2 separate regions of the Sus scrofa genome follow, and region 2 is linked to region 1. Evidence: chromatin contacts called from public Hi-C data. All regions are on one chromosome and are shown on one strand. The core of a region is the stretch at or near the end of the contact, and the rest is flanking DNA. Distances in the headings are between cores, read along the strand shown.

Region 1 (7,362 bases), core at 2,656-5,155:
CTCAGCAGGTTAAGAACCCTACATGGTGTCCGTGAGAATGTGGGTTCGATTCCTGGCCTCACTCAGTGGGCTAACCATCCAGCATTGCTGGCAACTGCAGTATAGGCTGCAAATGCAGCCCAGATCCAGCATTGCTGTGGCTGTGACATAGGCTGGAAACTGCAGCTTCAATTCAACCCCTAGCCTGGGATCTTTCATATGCCGTAGGTGTGACCCAAAGAAAAACAAAACAAAGAATTAAAGTGAGTCTTTACACTTCAGATTTTATTCCACAGGTCAGAGAACCAGTCTGATTAATATCATGTAAAACTAAAGAGTTTCCTTGATTGAGCTTTTAATTTTCTTTTAATTTTCTTAAGATGTCAAAACATCCAGGTGATTAATCTTAGATTTTATTTTCCATGCAGATGTTTTGGCGTTGCTTATACATTGCAGCTTTGTGTTCAACAACTTTATTGAAGGATAACTTAGTAGAGAATTCACCTATTTAAAGGGTGCGGTTCCCTGAGACTAAGTGTATGCCTGTTGTGGCCATTACCACATCCAGTTTTAGAACAATTCCATCACATGCTCTACGTTTGACCAGCCCATGGAGAAAGAATTTATTGGCTCATTACCTGTGGATTTAGACTGTATAGCTCTAGGACCTAGCCTAGGCATTCATTTTGACTTATTCAAGTTTTAAAGAAAAACAAACTCAAACTCTCAACTTTACTCAGAGGTCCACAAGGCACATTCACCAAAGGGCTCGCCAAGAGTCTACAGATGAATTAAGGTCATAAGTCAATATAAAGAGTTTTCTGGTGACTTATCAGTTAAGGATTCCACATTGTTACTGCTTGTGGCTTGGGTTTGATCCCTGGCCCGGGAACTTCTGCCTGTTGTGGGCATAGCCCACCCCCTCAAAAAAAAGTTAAAATACACACACTCATGTATGTATTTTGTTTTGTTTGTTTGTTTGTTTGTTTGTTTTTCTTGGAGGGGGGCATGCCCGCTGCATGTAGAATTTCCTGGGCCAGGGATCGAACCTGCTGTCAAAGTTGCAATCTGTGCCACAACTGTGGCAACTCGGGATCCTTAACTTGCTGTGCCACATTCCTACTGTATGTATTTTGAAAAAAGGGTATATTGTATAATTCACTGTAATTTATGCTGATGTTATGGCCACCTTAAAAAAAAAAACCTATTCGTATTTTACTTTTTTTTTTTTTTTTTTTTTTTTAATGGCTACACCTCTGGCATATGGAAGTTCTCAGGCTAGGGGTTGAATCGCAGGGTCAGCTGAGGCCTCTACCAGAGCCACAGCAGCACCAGATCTCAGCCACATCTGCTTGCTGCAACATGGGATCCATAACCCACCGAGTGGGGCCAGGGATCAAACCTGCATTGTTACAGACGCTATGTTGGGTTATTAAAGGGTTTCCAAGCCACAATGGGAACTCCGAGTATTTTCACTTTTATAAATATGATTAGATGGGATAAACTTTCCAAAGCTTAAATATTTTGTTCTAGCAAATCCCAAATTTATGGAAGAAATATTCCCCCTCTCTGTGATTTGGCTCTGCATACTTTCATGGAGTTGGACCTGACGTACTGGATTAAAATACTTGCAGAGGAACAGCTTCTTCCTTAACAGGATATTTAAGAGGCTCCTATTTTGTTTTTGTTTCAAACATTTATTATTCAAGAAATAATTATCATGCCCCTTGTCCTGGAATGACAGTATTCATGGTCTACTTCTCCTAATACAGCATATATTAAATACGTTCATAAAAATCTTTCAGTGCAAGGATTTTTGTTTGTTTGTGTTTGCTTTTTTAGGGCCGTACTTGTGGCATATGGAGGTTCCCAGGTTAGGGTTTGAATTAGAGCTACAACTGCCAGTCTATGCCACCACCAGAGCAACGCAGAATCTAAGCCTCGTCTGTGACCTACACCACAGCTCATGGCAACGATCCTTAACCCACTGATCAAGGCCCCAGATTGAACCCAGATCCTCATGGATCCTAGTCGGGTTTGTTAACCGCTGAGCCACGAAGGGAACTCCTTCCGTGCAAGGATTATAATCTGGAATAATGAAAATGCCTGTTTTTTGTTCCTTTCTTATCTCTGCATTTATAAGTGTTACAGTGGAGATAGTTATGTATAAACTAATTCCACTTTGCTTCCAGACATATCTTTATCTAGTCCTACGGAGTTTACTGCTGACCCCACTCATCTTGACATTTAAATACTATTTTAGGAGTTCCCCTCCTGGTGCAGCAGAAATGGATCTGACTAGGAAACATGAGATTGCAGGTTCGATCCCTGGCCTCACTCAGTGGGTTATGGATCCCACGTTGCGGTGAACTGTGGTGTAGGCCAGCAGCTGTAGTTCTGATTTGACCCCTAGCCTGGAAACCTCCATATGCCGTGGGCATAGCCCTAAAAAGGCAAAAAGACAAATAATACTATTTTACACTGTTATTTAAGTGTCAGTATGTACTAGTTCAGTCTCCAAATACTGAGAAAGCTCTTTGTGATTAGAATAGTTTTCTTAAACTTTGTGTATGAATAAATGAATTTTATATTTCTCAAGCACCTAGTGTCCACCCACACTGGACACACAAAAAACTATTTAATAAGTACTTGTTTAATTAAAAAATGACACCTCAGGTTTGTCTTCCCTCCTCTGGATCCCCTATGACATTTACATCTATCATATAGCCCAGATTTCCTAGAACTTGCAGAATTTCTGTCCTACTGTCTCTGTAAGTACAGCTGCACATGCTACACCATATGTCAGGACATATGTTCCAAAGAGTTGTAAGATGAAGCCATCTCTATTGCAATAAGTGTCTGATGTCTGTTTCTTTTTGCTGCCTAAGAGATCCGATTACAATTTCAAATAGCCCCCTTTCTTTCAACTTATCCTCGGTTTTTAATATTACAAAAGCCTACTGGTAGAAAAAGTCTGATAATAAAAAATGTACCAAATTAAATTCCCTTTCACCAAAGGTCATCTATTTCTCCCCTGTCGTTTCCACTGTGACACTTCCAACTCAGGTCTCCTATTGAGCGCCTAGAGAACATTCAGTACACACAGGAGGCAGCTGCGTGGTCCGCTGGCACCTGTCCGCAGACGGTCCACTCACTAATTCTCTGACCTGGGGTTAGTTACTCAAAGTTCTAGGAGTCTACGGGTCGGTAAAATGCCCATCTCACCAGGCTGTCGAGATCGAACCCAGATCTTCATGGATCCTAGTCGGGTTTATTAACCTCTGAGCCACGGTCAAGACGTGTATGGGTAAGCACTTTGGGTTGTGGGGTCCTGGAAAAGTCTTTAAGCTTGCTCTACCATAGTCCCGTCAGTTCACCATGTAGCTTTAAAGGATGCCCCCACCGACCCTCTCTCGCACCCCAGAGAGCCAGCAAGAAGGCAGAGCGCCCACCAACCAACCCAGCTCGCAGATGACTATGAAATTCCAGGCGCTCTTGGCCTTCGGGAGAAGGGAGTCTTCTTTGCAGAGCTCTTCTCTGCAGTTTCTAACGCCTGCTTCCTTTAGGGCCGCCTCTAGGTCTTAAATAAATGTAAGCTAGAGTCTCCCCGTTGACAGTCCTGTTCTTTTCTCTTTCAGGACCTGCAAAGCAAAGCTTCCCTAAGCCCGGAAGCTTCGCCAGCCTCCAAAACTCTTTCCAGCTTCGGCCACGCCCCATCAACCAAAGACCAAGTCCACCCTCCCCCTCGCCTCAGTTCGATTTCGGCGCGAGGCAAACCTGAGGACGGCTGTGATTGGTTGGAGAGAAACAAACTACCGTTTGATTGGCTGATAATAGCCATCAGCGGGTAACTAAGGCCGCGGGGATGAATTATGGGGGTTAAGACTCGGGGAGGTGGGTGACGATTGGTTCCTGAAGGAGGAGGGCGGAGTCAAAGGCGGAAGCACGCGTTGGGTTGGGGTAGCTTGGGGAAAGAGAAAGAAGGAGCAGGATGGAAGTGGTTAGGTGTCCGCAGCATGGTAGGAGGTCAGGGTCCCAGGGTCTTTCGGGATCTGTCATTGTAGCGTGGCCTAACTATTGTCGACCTTCTCTCCTCAGGCACCTTATGCTTTCTGAAGACCGGCGTCCGCGATGGCCCGAATAAAGGAAAGAGCTTCTACGTGTGCCCGGCGGACACATGCAACTTTCTGAGGGCCACTGAGTAGGTCTCGAGCTGGGCACAATTCCCTGCGACCGCGCGCCGTCTCCCCGGTGGGGTCGCGGACTCCCCTCTGGCCAGCGCCATTAGGACTGGGAGAGCTGGGACCCCTGGTCTGTGGAGCCATGGCCCTTTAATTAGTTGGTAATCTCAGGACAACTTGGCATGTTAGGGACACGCCCCGCTCTTGATTGCAGTGTGACCCAAGGCTGGTTACTTTGCCTCTCTGGGCAGCCAATTCCCTCATAACATGGAGGATCGACTACATCTGGATCCTTCTGGTCCTTTCCAGTTCTCGGTTTCTTTTTCGCCTGACAAGCCTTGATCACTCCCTTCTGATCAGACATTACCCCCTACTCCATTTAAAGTGAGGACATAGAGGCGTAGCAGAAAATAACTGGCTCCAGCTTTGCACTAATAGTAGTCGGATTGACTGGCTCTTTTAAAAATAGGATTCTCTACATTTAAGTGGTGAGATTGTTAATCTAAGGAAACAAGTTACTTTAGGGATTAAGGCTGAAAGAAACATCAGAAATCTGATTCGGCAGTCTGGTTTTTACAGAGCTGAAAGTGAAACCCAGAAATATTAAGCTTCTTTTTGGAAGTGAGAAAAGTTAATACTGTTCTCATAAAATGTTGTTAATGTTTTCACAGTACCAGATGTTGGAAGTCTCTATGCGAAATTTTAAACTGTTATATCTTAACCATTTTTTTTCCTACTTTCTACTGAACTTGGTAGAGAAAAGGTATTTTTCTACATATCATGTAAGGCACATAATGGATATCAATATTGGAAAATAATGTTTTTTTCAACACATACATTAGCTTCTCATGTTTCCCCCACATGATTTAGATGATTTGTATTTTTGTTATGCTTTGAAACTAAGTGGGAGATTTTTATCCTTTTTCAGATGTAGAAAATAAATTTTTAGTAAAATATTTTCTTTGCCTTCTGTAAGTTGTTTTTTCATTTGACAGAAATTACTAGGATCCAGTTTAATTAAATACAAAATGATTTTATTTAAATCAGTGTTAAATCTTAGAGAAGGGACCAAACAAAAAAAAAACCCTGATGCTATCAACACCATGTCATTATGTCAGGGTTTACTATTTATTTCTAGTTTCTATACATGGCTTCTTAGGTTCAGTACCTAGCTCAAGTTTCATGAGACACAAAAGCACATTCAGATTTATAAGAACTAAACATTAATGGAAGTGTAAGATTCTGTTTTAAATGAAAAGAAACATGCCTTTTTATAGAGTACTACTTATAAGAATGTACTCCTGTACAAACTAGTACAATGGTATTTGACTGACTCAAAGACGATTGCTTGATAAATTTGACTTACTTGGAATATGTCTGGTAACCAGAATATAAGCAAAAAGACAGAAAATGCCACAGGTCATGTGAGAGTATTTTAGACCATCTCCTAAAACTATTTACTCTCAAATGTTGTACATAAATTATCTTTCATAATAAGAAGTTGGAAGGGAGGAATTAAACTTAGACCAACAAGCATGAAGAAAATCAGTAGAGTGTTTTACCAGAGTGGGTGTGTGACAAAGCTGAGTGACAGCTAATGGATTATCAGAGGAAAGAGGATGGAAGAATCTGGGGAAAATCCACAGCCTGGAGGTATCCCAGTATAGTGGTTATGTAGCACAGTATTGCTTCACACTTTTGGATCATCAAGAGAAATATAGATATATTTACTGTTCTGCTTTATTTGGGGGAGTGAAAGATGAGAGCTTGGCTCTTTCCCCACAGGAATGCGCAATGTACATAAAAGTGTGAGATCTGCAAACCCAGTGGAGGTCAAACATGGGTCCTTAAGTTTAAAGCCCATATTTTGGGTTTAATTTTAGGATATTGGCCTCTATGCTTTGCCTCCTAAAATACAATTTCAATTTTTTCCCCCTAGCATTCCTGTTTCTCACTGTTTATTGCATGAAGGCATGGTGGTAGAGCTTCAGGGCCTGTTTCTACCACAGGGCAAGAAAGAATACAGGTAAGTGTTCGAAAAGAACATCTAAGTGTGTTTGGGGTTTTTTTGTTTTTTGTTTTCCTTGGCCTGGAGGAGTCAAGGAGTTTCAGGATTGACTCTTCTTTAAAACAAACAGTATTTCTCTATGTATAGAGTATCTTCCGGGCTGTCAGTCCCTAACTCCTGAGCTGCTGGTTGATCTGAGAAGCCTGACCTTTAGCTAATTTCTGGATGACCTGCTCCACCTCCCTCCCTCTCCAGCCCTTAAGTAGCCAATAACATCAGCCCACCAGCAGTCATTAAGTTGCACTAATTTAACTTTCTCATTCTGCTGGTAGAATGAAGTAATGTATAAAAATGTCTAATGTATGTTAACTCAATAAATGTTTTTTTCTCTTCCTTTTAATGAGAACTCAGAGAAAGGGCAGGGAGGTCTATATAGATGGCAGCCGATATTTGTCATGAGTAATGAAAAATAAGTAGGAATTCACTAGGGGCACAAAAGGGGACATATTTAACAGATCGATGTCCTGCATTAGTGTACAGAGGCATGAGATAATTGTAAGCATTTGGTTCGGGGGTGGTTGAGCATATATTAAAGTGAAGACTTCAGAAGATAACACTGACCAGGAAGGCAGGGCCTGGATGTAATGCTTATTATATGCTACTCTATGTGCTTTGTTGTTTGTATATTCTAGATCGATCCCACCCCCAATATAGGCATTCAAGGACTATCTTCACACTTTTCACATAACTGAAAACTGTCTATACCACTGAATTAACTGTGTTAGGCATGTAATAGGATGCACAGTTCAACTGGTTGAGTTTTTGGGGTTTTTTAATCGGATATAGTTGATTTACAATGTTGCGTTAGTTTTTGTACAGCAAAGTGATTCAGTTATACATATTATACATATGTATAAAAGAAGCCAGACACACATACATACCCTCGGAACTGGTTAGGAAAAGGATTTGAAAAAGAACATATGCATTTTGTATTCTTTTTCAAATTCTTTTCCCTACCAGTTGAGTTTTGAGAATAACCAAGATCCATCCTTATAACCAAGATCTCCATCAAAATATAGAATATTTATTTTCATTATCCCATTAGGTGCATTGTATCCCTTCTAGGTAATCTTCCCACCCATGTTAGCCAACCCCTGTTTTGATTTATACTGTATGTATGTATTCTTTTGTGTG
Region 2 (7,119 bases), core at 3,371-5,870, 210 kb before region 1:
CCTCCAGATATAATCACAAGTTTATATAAACCACTGGGGATAGAAGAATATGTAAAAGACACCATGAAAATACAATAGCCAAATCCAAAATATGGATGATTTTGTAGGACTAATTACCCAATTTTTTCAACAAATATATTGCAAGTAAAAAAAAAAAAATAGGACAGTGAGGAAGAATATAATATAAATTTTCAAAGACTTGAGAAGTTTCTGTTGTGGCTCAGAGAGTTAAGAACCTGATATTGTGTCCATGAGTCTGCAGGTTTGACCCCAGGCCTCACTCAGCAGCTTAAGGATCCAGAGTTGCAAGCTGCAGTGTAAGTTGCAGATGCAGCTCAGATCTGGCTTTGCTGTGGCTGTAGCAGCAGCTCTGATTCAGCCCCTATCCTGGGAACTTCCAAGGTGCAGCCATAACAAAAATAAATGAATAAAATTAAAAATAAAAAAATAAATTAAAAAACTTGAGAAATATCACCAAAATGATATGTGTACATTTTTTGGATCCTGATTCAGATAAAATAACTGTTTATGAGATAAACGATTTTTATGGGGACTGACTATTAGATGGAATTAAGATTTTTTTTTTTTTTTTTTTTTTGTCTTTTTGCCTTTTCTTGGGTCGCTCTTGCGGCATATGGAGGTTCCCAGGCTAGGGGCCGAATCGCAGCTATAGCCACTCGCCTACACCAGAGCCACAGCAGCGCAGGATCCGAGCTGCCTCTGCGACCTACACCACAGCTCATGGCAATGCCGGATCGTTAACCCACTGAGCAAGGGCAGGGATCGAACCTGCAACCTCATGGTTCCCAGTCAGATTCATTAACCACTGCGCCACCACGGGAACTCCAAGAATTATTGTTGATTTCTTCTACATGTGATAATGGTATGACGGATATATTTTTTAAAGAGTCGTTATTTATTAGAGATATATATTTAAGTATTTTTGAATGAGATGAAATAAAGCCAGGGATTGTTTTAAAAATAATCTAGCAGAGTGTGGGAGAGTAGAGGTTATAAAGTGCAGTTGGTCTTAAGTTGATAAATGGTGACACTAGGTGAGGGGTATGTGGAGGTTCTTTATAAATATATTCATTTTTTTCAAACACACTTAATGTATGTTTAAAAATGCGTCATGAAATGTTTAATGAAGTAAAATATATGTTACCCCAGATGACATACTATCTGCATATTAATAATAACCAAATTCACATCATATACTGCAGTTTCATAAAGCACTTCCCATTCATAATTTAACACAATTCTAACTTCAAGCCTACAAGATAGGTTTTATTATCTTTTTCTCACAGGGAACAGTTTCAGAGTGGTTAAGCCAGAGGCCTGGAGCTAGCGGGAGGCAGAAATGCGATTCAGATCCAAGCCCTTGATTCCTAAATCCCATTTCACCTGGGGAGGTAGAAGAAACGCTGGATTAGAGTTCCTGCTGTGGCTCAGCAGTAACGAACCTGACTAGTATCCAGGAGGATGTGGGTTAGACCCCTGGCCTTGCTCAATGGGTTAAGGATCCAGGGTTGCCATGAGCTGTGGTGCAGGTTGTAGACATGGCTCAGACCCCACGTTGCTATGGCTTGTGGCATAGACCGGCAGCTACAGCTCTGGTTCGACCCCTAGCTTGAGAACCTCCATATGCCACAAGTGTGGCCCTAAAAAGCCAAAAAACAACTACCACAAAAAGCTCGATCATCTTGGTTAAGTCATCTAACTTCTCAGCCTTAGAAAAATGGGAACAATGCCACCTATCTGGTATTTTCTTAGTTGTTGAAAATTCAAGTCTCATAATTTCTAGAAAAGCGCTTTGTTAATTATCAAGTGCCTTATAAATTTAGGCTGTCATACCCAGACTAGTTGTCTATCAGGGACCTCTATAAACATGGAAAAAAGTGGAGAGCTTTCAGGGCTGGTCTTGGGCAATGCACAGCTCACTCGTGGCCACCTCGGTCACCCGTTTCTGCAGAGCTCCTCACGCTCCAGCATCCATCCCTTACGTCAGCACTAACTGACAATGGTTAAGAGAGTTTTTCCTTGTGGCACTTTTAAATGCTTGCCATTATCCCTGGTGTACCTTGTTGTTTTGTGGCTTGTGGGAGCAGAGAGGCTCCACAACAGCTGTTAATAACCGGAAGTTTTATGGCTTATTTTTAGGCTAGTAAAATGAGTATGAAACGGCATAGTATTTTCTACTGCTGTCCAGAATTCTCTATTAGATTATTTACACAAAGTCAGCGGTACCCATGAATTTTCATCAAGCAACACTGGAAAACAAACGAGACACTTTTGACTCTTTGGAGGGGGGGGAGGACGAAGTGCTATAACTAAAACGGCTGACATTAAATAACAGCTACAGAAACTGAACACAAGAACAAACCTCCTTGGGGACTCGCTATAGACATCTGAACAGTCACGTCAAGATGGCTTCGTGCAAACAACCACTTCAAACATCTCGCTCTGAAACACACGTTTAATGACTGCAACATAATTCTGCCAGTGTATTATTTAAACACTAACAAGAGCACTTAAATATAATTATTTACTTTGTCTTAAATATTTAAGATAAGCTATTTCATTTCTAATGGCTTCTTTTATAGAAATAGTTTTAGCTATAAATAACTTTGGAAGTTCCTTTACCTCTCTGTGTCTCAAATTTCTTTGCTGTTAAGAATGATGATAATACCCATAGCTAAAACAGGAAAACAAAACAAAACAAAAACAGCAGTTAAAAAAAAAAAAAAGGAATTACCACTATTTTGCAATGGGATTGGTGGTGTCTCTGCAGCACTGGGACGCAGGTTCAATCCCAGGGCTGGCTTGATGGCTTAAAGGAGCCAGTGTAGCCACACCTGCAGCGCAGGTCATAACTGTGGTTCAGATCTGATCCCTGGCCCAGGAACTTCCATAGGCCACAGAGGCAGCCAAAAAAAAGAAAAAAACAAATTCTATTTCCCTGGAATCTTAAAAATTAGATGATCATATGTGTAAAAGTACCTCGTGTCTTGCTCAGGGCCTGGCAAACAAGAGGTATCAAATGTTAGTGTCTCTTTGAATATAAGTACTTACTAAGTTGTACATTTAAGTCTATCGTTGCCACGGAGCTCAGAGAAAGAGTTCTGGGGCCACTAGGACCAGCGTGGTGGCAGAACACTCCTGGTACTAAAAACAGGAGGCCTGGACATGTGACAAAACAGAGAAGAATGTCAATATCAGAATCTTGGGGGGGGTTCCCGTCGTGGCGCAGTGGTTAACGAATCCCACTAGGAACCATGAGGTTGCGAGTTCGATCCCAGGCCTTGTTCAGTGGGTTAAGGATCCAGTGTTGCCGTGAGCTGTGGTGTAGGTTGCAGAGGCGGCCCGGATCCTGCGTTGCTGTGGCTCTGGTGTAGGCCGGTGGCTACAGCTCCGATTCGACCCCTAGCCTGGGAACCTCCATATGCTGCGGGAGCGGCCCAAGAAATAGCAACAACAATAATAAAAGACAAAAAAAAAAAAAAAAAAGAATCTTGGTACACTTTTTTTTTTTTTAACTTTTCTGAATGTTTGAAAAGTGTTACCATAAACTGGTGGGAGAGAAAGTTAAAAATAAAATCTGGTGGCTGTCATGGCCATGAGCAGTCTCTGTGGAGGAAATGGAGATGAACCATCCAGATGGGCGGACACGGCCCGGGAACCCCGGCTCACAGAGGGTCTTGCTCGTGCAGCCAGGAAAGTTTGCATCACTTGGAACAGCTGTGTGGGACTTCTCCTGCCAGACAAGCCGTGATCATTTCCAGTTCTGCTTCCAGCCTGCCTGGGGGAACAGCACTACAAACAATGACGCTGCCTTCAAAATGGAAAATTTCAGTCCTGGGATTCCAACAGGGACTTCTGAAGTTTGTGAAAGGCACCTCCCTCCTCGGGAGCTGAATTAAAGGGTAACCTTTCAGAATTGCAGTAAAAAGTGAGTCTCAAATGTCCTGAAAATAGCATATACGTAACTACTAAGAATTGCGTGGGTGTAGAGTGTTGGACCTCTAATGCCTTGTTTGGGTTTAATGAATCACACAGGACATCAGTTAGGAGAACAGTGCAGTATTTATGCCAAATACAGAGTAGAGGATTACTATAATAGCAGCAGTTCACAATGAACTGACTAATGGTTCCCTTAAAATTTAGTTAAATGAGAGTATAGGTGTATATCTTAACTCTGGACAAAGGTTTAAATACTTTTAAATACTCCTAAAGTCATAAACATCCGTTGAGTACTATGAGGTGCCAAGAAAACAGCAAACACTCCTTTTCCTCTAATGCATGAGTTATGTAATTCCAGGCAAGCGTCACATTCAAAACTTTGCAGGCATTGTCTTTTCACCTGTACATCTCTGCAAAAGTCACTGTGTAGATATCTGAAGATATCCAAGTATCAAATCAAAATCAGGGAAAAACTTGAGACTCGATTCAGCTGGTTAGGAGTTGTTATTAGCCCCCAACTATATTGTTGGAGTGGTGATTTTTAATCGTTTTTCAAGTAAAAATGCCAGTGAATTAGGAGGACATAAACTCAGGAGTAAAATCCATTTCCACTCATCCCCAGTCTCACTTCCCAGAGGTCACCCTGATAACAGATTTTTGCATACACTTCCACGGAATCTGTACCCATACCCAAGTATTGTATACAACCCAAATGCTGGCTGTCTACCTCATGGGTATGGCTTGATTCTCTTTTGGTCCCATGTCATGCTTGTCACAAAATTCAGCCCCTGGCCAAGGGACAGTTATAAGAAACCCAATCATACCAAATACATTCTGATGCGTAAAGTATTATTAAAGACTGATGGGGTTGGGGAGGCAGGTCACAATGCCTGGGATCAGCACCTCTCTCTTAAAGAAAACAAAACCATGTTCAACTTATCTCTCCTCCCTAGCCTTGCCTGCCAACACACACACACACACACACACACACACACACACAGAGTCTCAGTAACTCTGGCCATACCTATTCCAGGGCTTCTGCCTACCCATCCCACTTCTGAGCTTCTCCCAACCACCTAGTTGAGTTTGAAGGATGCACTATATTTTTTATTTAGCCAGTGCCTTTTTTTTGGGGGGGGAGTCTTTTTAGGGAGACACCTATGGCATAGGGATGTTTCCAGGCTAGGGGTTGAATCAGAGCTGTAGCCACTGGCCTATACAACAGCCACAGCAACACCAGATCTGAGCCATGTCTGCAACCTACACCACAGCTCATAGCAACAGGGGATTTTTCACCCACCAAGTGAGGCCAGGGATGGAACCCGTGTCCTCATAGATACTAGTCAGATTCTTCTCTGCTGAACCACAACAGGAACTCCTAGCCAGTGCCTTTTTGATGAACATTTAGGTTGCTTCTAGTTTTCTCCTACTGTGTTAAACAATGTGATAATTAATATCACTGAAGATAAATCTTTGGATACCTGTGAGTTTGTTGTAAACTCTCAGAAGTGCAAGGCCTAGGTCAAGAGCATGTGCCTGCACAATTTAGATATGTTTTGACAAACTGCTCTTTAAAATATGACATGCAGAAATTGATAGATTATAAATCAACTATAATAAAAAACTTTTAAAAATGTTTAAAAAATTAAAAAAATAAATTGGCAAAAAAAACTGTGACATAAATGTACGTTCCCATTTTGCCTGGGAGCATCTGTTTCCCATACATTGGCCAACACTGGGTATTACTTAAGCTTCACCATCTTTCCCAATCTAATGGCAGAAAGTAAAATCTTGTTATCATTTTAATTTGTACTTCTGTAGCGGGATTAAGAATCTCTTCATATATTTATTTGCCATTACATTTTTTTTTTTTTTTCATTTTTGTCTGCCCCACATGGAGTTTCCCGGGCTAGGGATCAGATCTGAGCTGCGAGTCACAACCTAGGCTGCAACCGCAGCAATGCCAGATCCTTAACCCACTGTGCAGGGCCGGGGATTGAACCTGTGACCCAGCATTCTCAAGATGCTGCTGATCCCAATCCCATTTTGCCACAGCAGGACCTCCGCTATTGTATTTTTTTTTCCTGTGGATGTCATCTAGGTATTGATACCGGCAAATCTATCTTTTTGTTTTTGTTTTTGGCCGTACCCCCAGTATATGGAAGTTCCCTGGCCAGGGATTGAACCTGTGCCACTGTTGTGACTTGTGCCTCAGCTGTGGCTATGCTGGATCCTTAACCTGCTATGTCACAGGGGAACTTCCATCCATCTCCTTTTTGAAAGGATCTTTTTCCTTTGCTTCCAGGATCCTTCCGTCTTTCGATTCCTTGGCACCTCCTTCTTGTCCCTTTGCTGGCTTCTACTTCTTTACCTATCTCTGGAGTGTTGCTGTCCTCCAGGGTTCCAGCCTCATCCTGCTTCCTTTTCATTGTACACACTCTCCCTCTGTGATTTTATTTACTCATCCAAGAGTTGTTACCTTTTATTGACCACTTATTATGTTCCAGACAAGCTACTAGGGACTCTAAATGCTTGTTAACGCTGTGAGGTCAGCATGAGCATCCCCAAGTTTACACATGAGAAAACGGAGGTCACAGATTAACTTACGGTCATGCCACCCATAAATAATGAAGGCGTGATTTAATGCTGGGCTATTCCTCTCTAGTGCACAAGCTCTCTCTCTCCCTCTTTTTTTTTTTTTTTAATCCTTCCATAAAATGATTCTATTTTTATTTTTTTAAATTATGGTATAGTTGATTTACAATGTTGTGCCAATTTCTGCTATACAGCAAAGTGACCCAGTCATGCATATATGTATGTATATATATATACACACACATTCTTTTTCTCAAGTTATCTTCCATCATGTTCTATCCTAAGAGACTGGCTATAGTTCCCTGTCAAAAGCTATTTTTATTGCTCACCCTACCATGTCCTCATTTACCATCTAATGGAGAGAGCATCCCCAAACTATATTCCCATTCTAGGCCTCTTGGTCTCCAGATATTTTTTTAAAAATGATTTTTCAAATCATTTTAAATATCTGAATTTTATTTAAATGGTTTAAAAATATTTAAATAAACAATCATTCTAGCTGGTTTACAGTGTCCTGTCAATTTTCTACTGTGCAGCAAGGTGACCCAGTCACACATACACATT

Evidence for each region. Hi-C and Micro-C count contacts between places; a contact is called where the count stands out from the background.
Region 2: a contact with region 1 is called in a Hi-C map of mesenteric adipose tissue, with 1.7 times the contacts expected there. The contact joins the enhancer-like site here to the promoter of TTF2 in region 1. A contact is called at or near these places in 16 of 47 Hi-C or Micro-C datasets (alveolar macrophages, blood, brain and 10 more) and 2 of 2 datasets of contacts at active chromatin or transcription factors (alveolar macrophages and skeletal muscle).

The regions. Positions count from the first base shown.
Region 1 is chr4:103,673,021-103,680,382 of Sscrofa11.1, reverse strand. TTF2 (transcription termination factor 2) reads left to right here and starts at 3,905. Exons shown (of 23, transcript XM_001929357.7): 1 at 3,905-3,998; 2 at 4,078-4,180; 3 at 6,100-6,186. The coding sequence starts at 3,971.
Region 2 is chr4:103,887,407-103,894,525 of Sscrofa11.1, reverse strand. No RefSeq gene overlaps it. Among named protein-coding and RNA genes, the nearest start is that of PTGFRN, 56 kb to the right of the region's middle. Within about 2 kb of position 4,620, at least 21 of the 83 cell types and tissues checked have an H3K27ac peak or open chromatin away from gene starts, as enhancers often do. A contact at or near this core is called in embryonic fibroblasts, fetal skeletal muscle, mesenteric adipose tissue and 1 more, where this site is marked.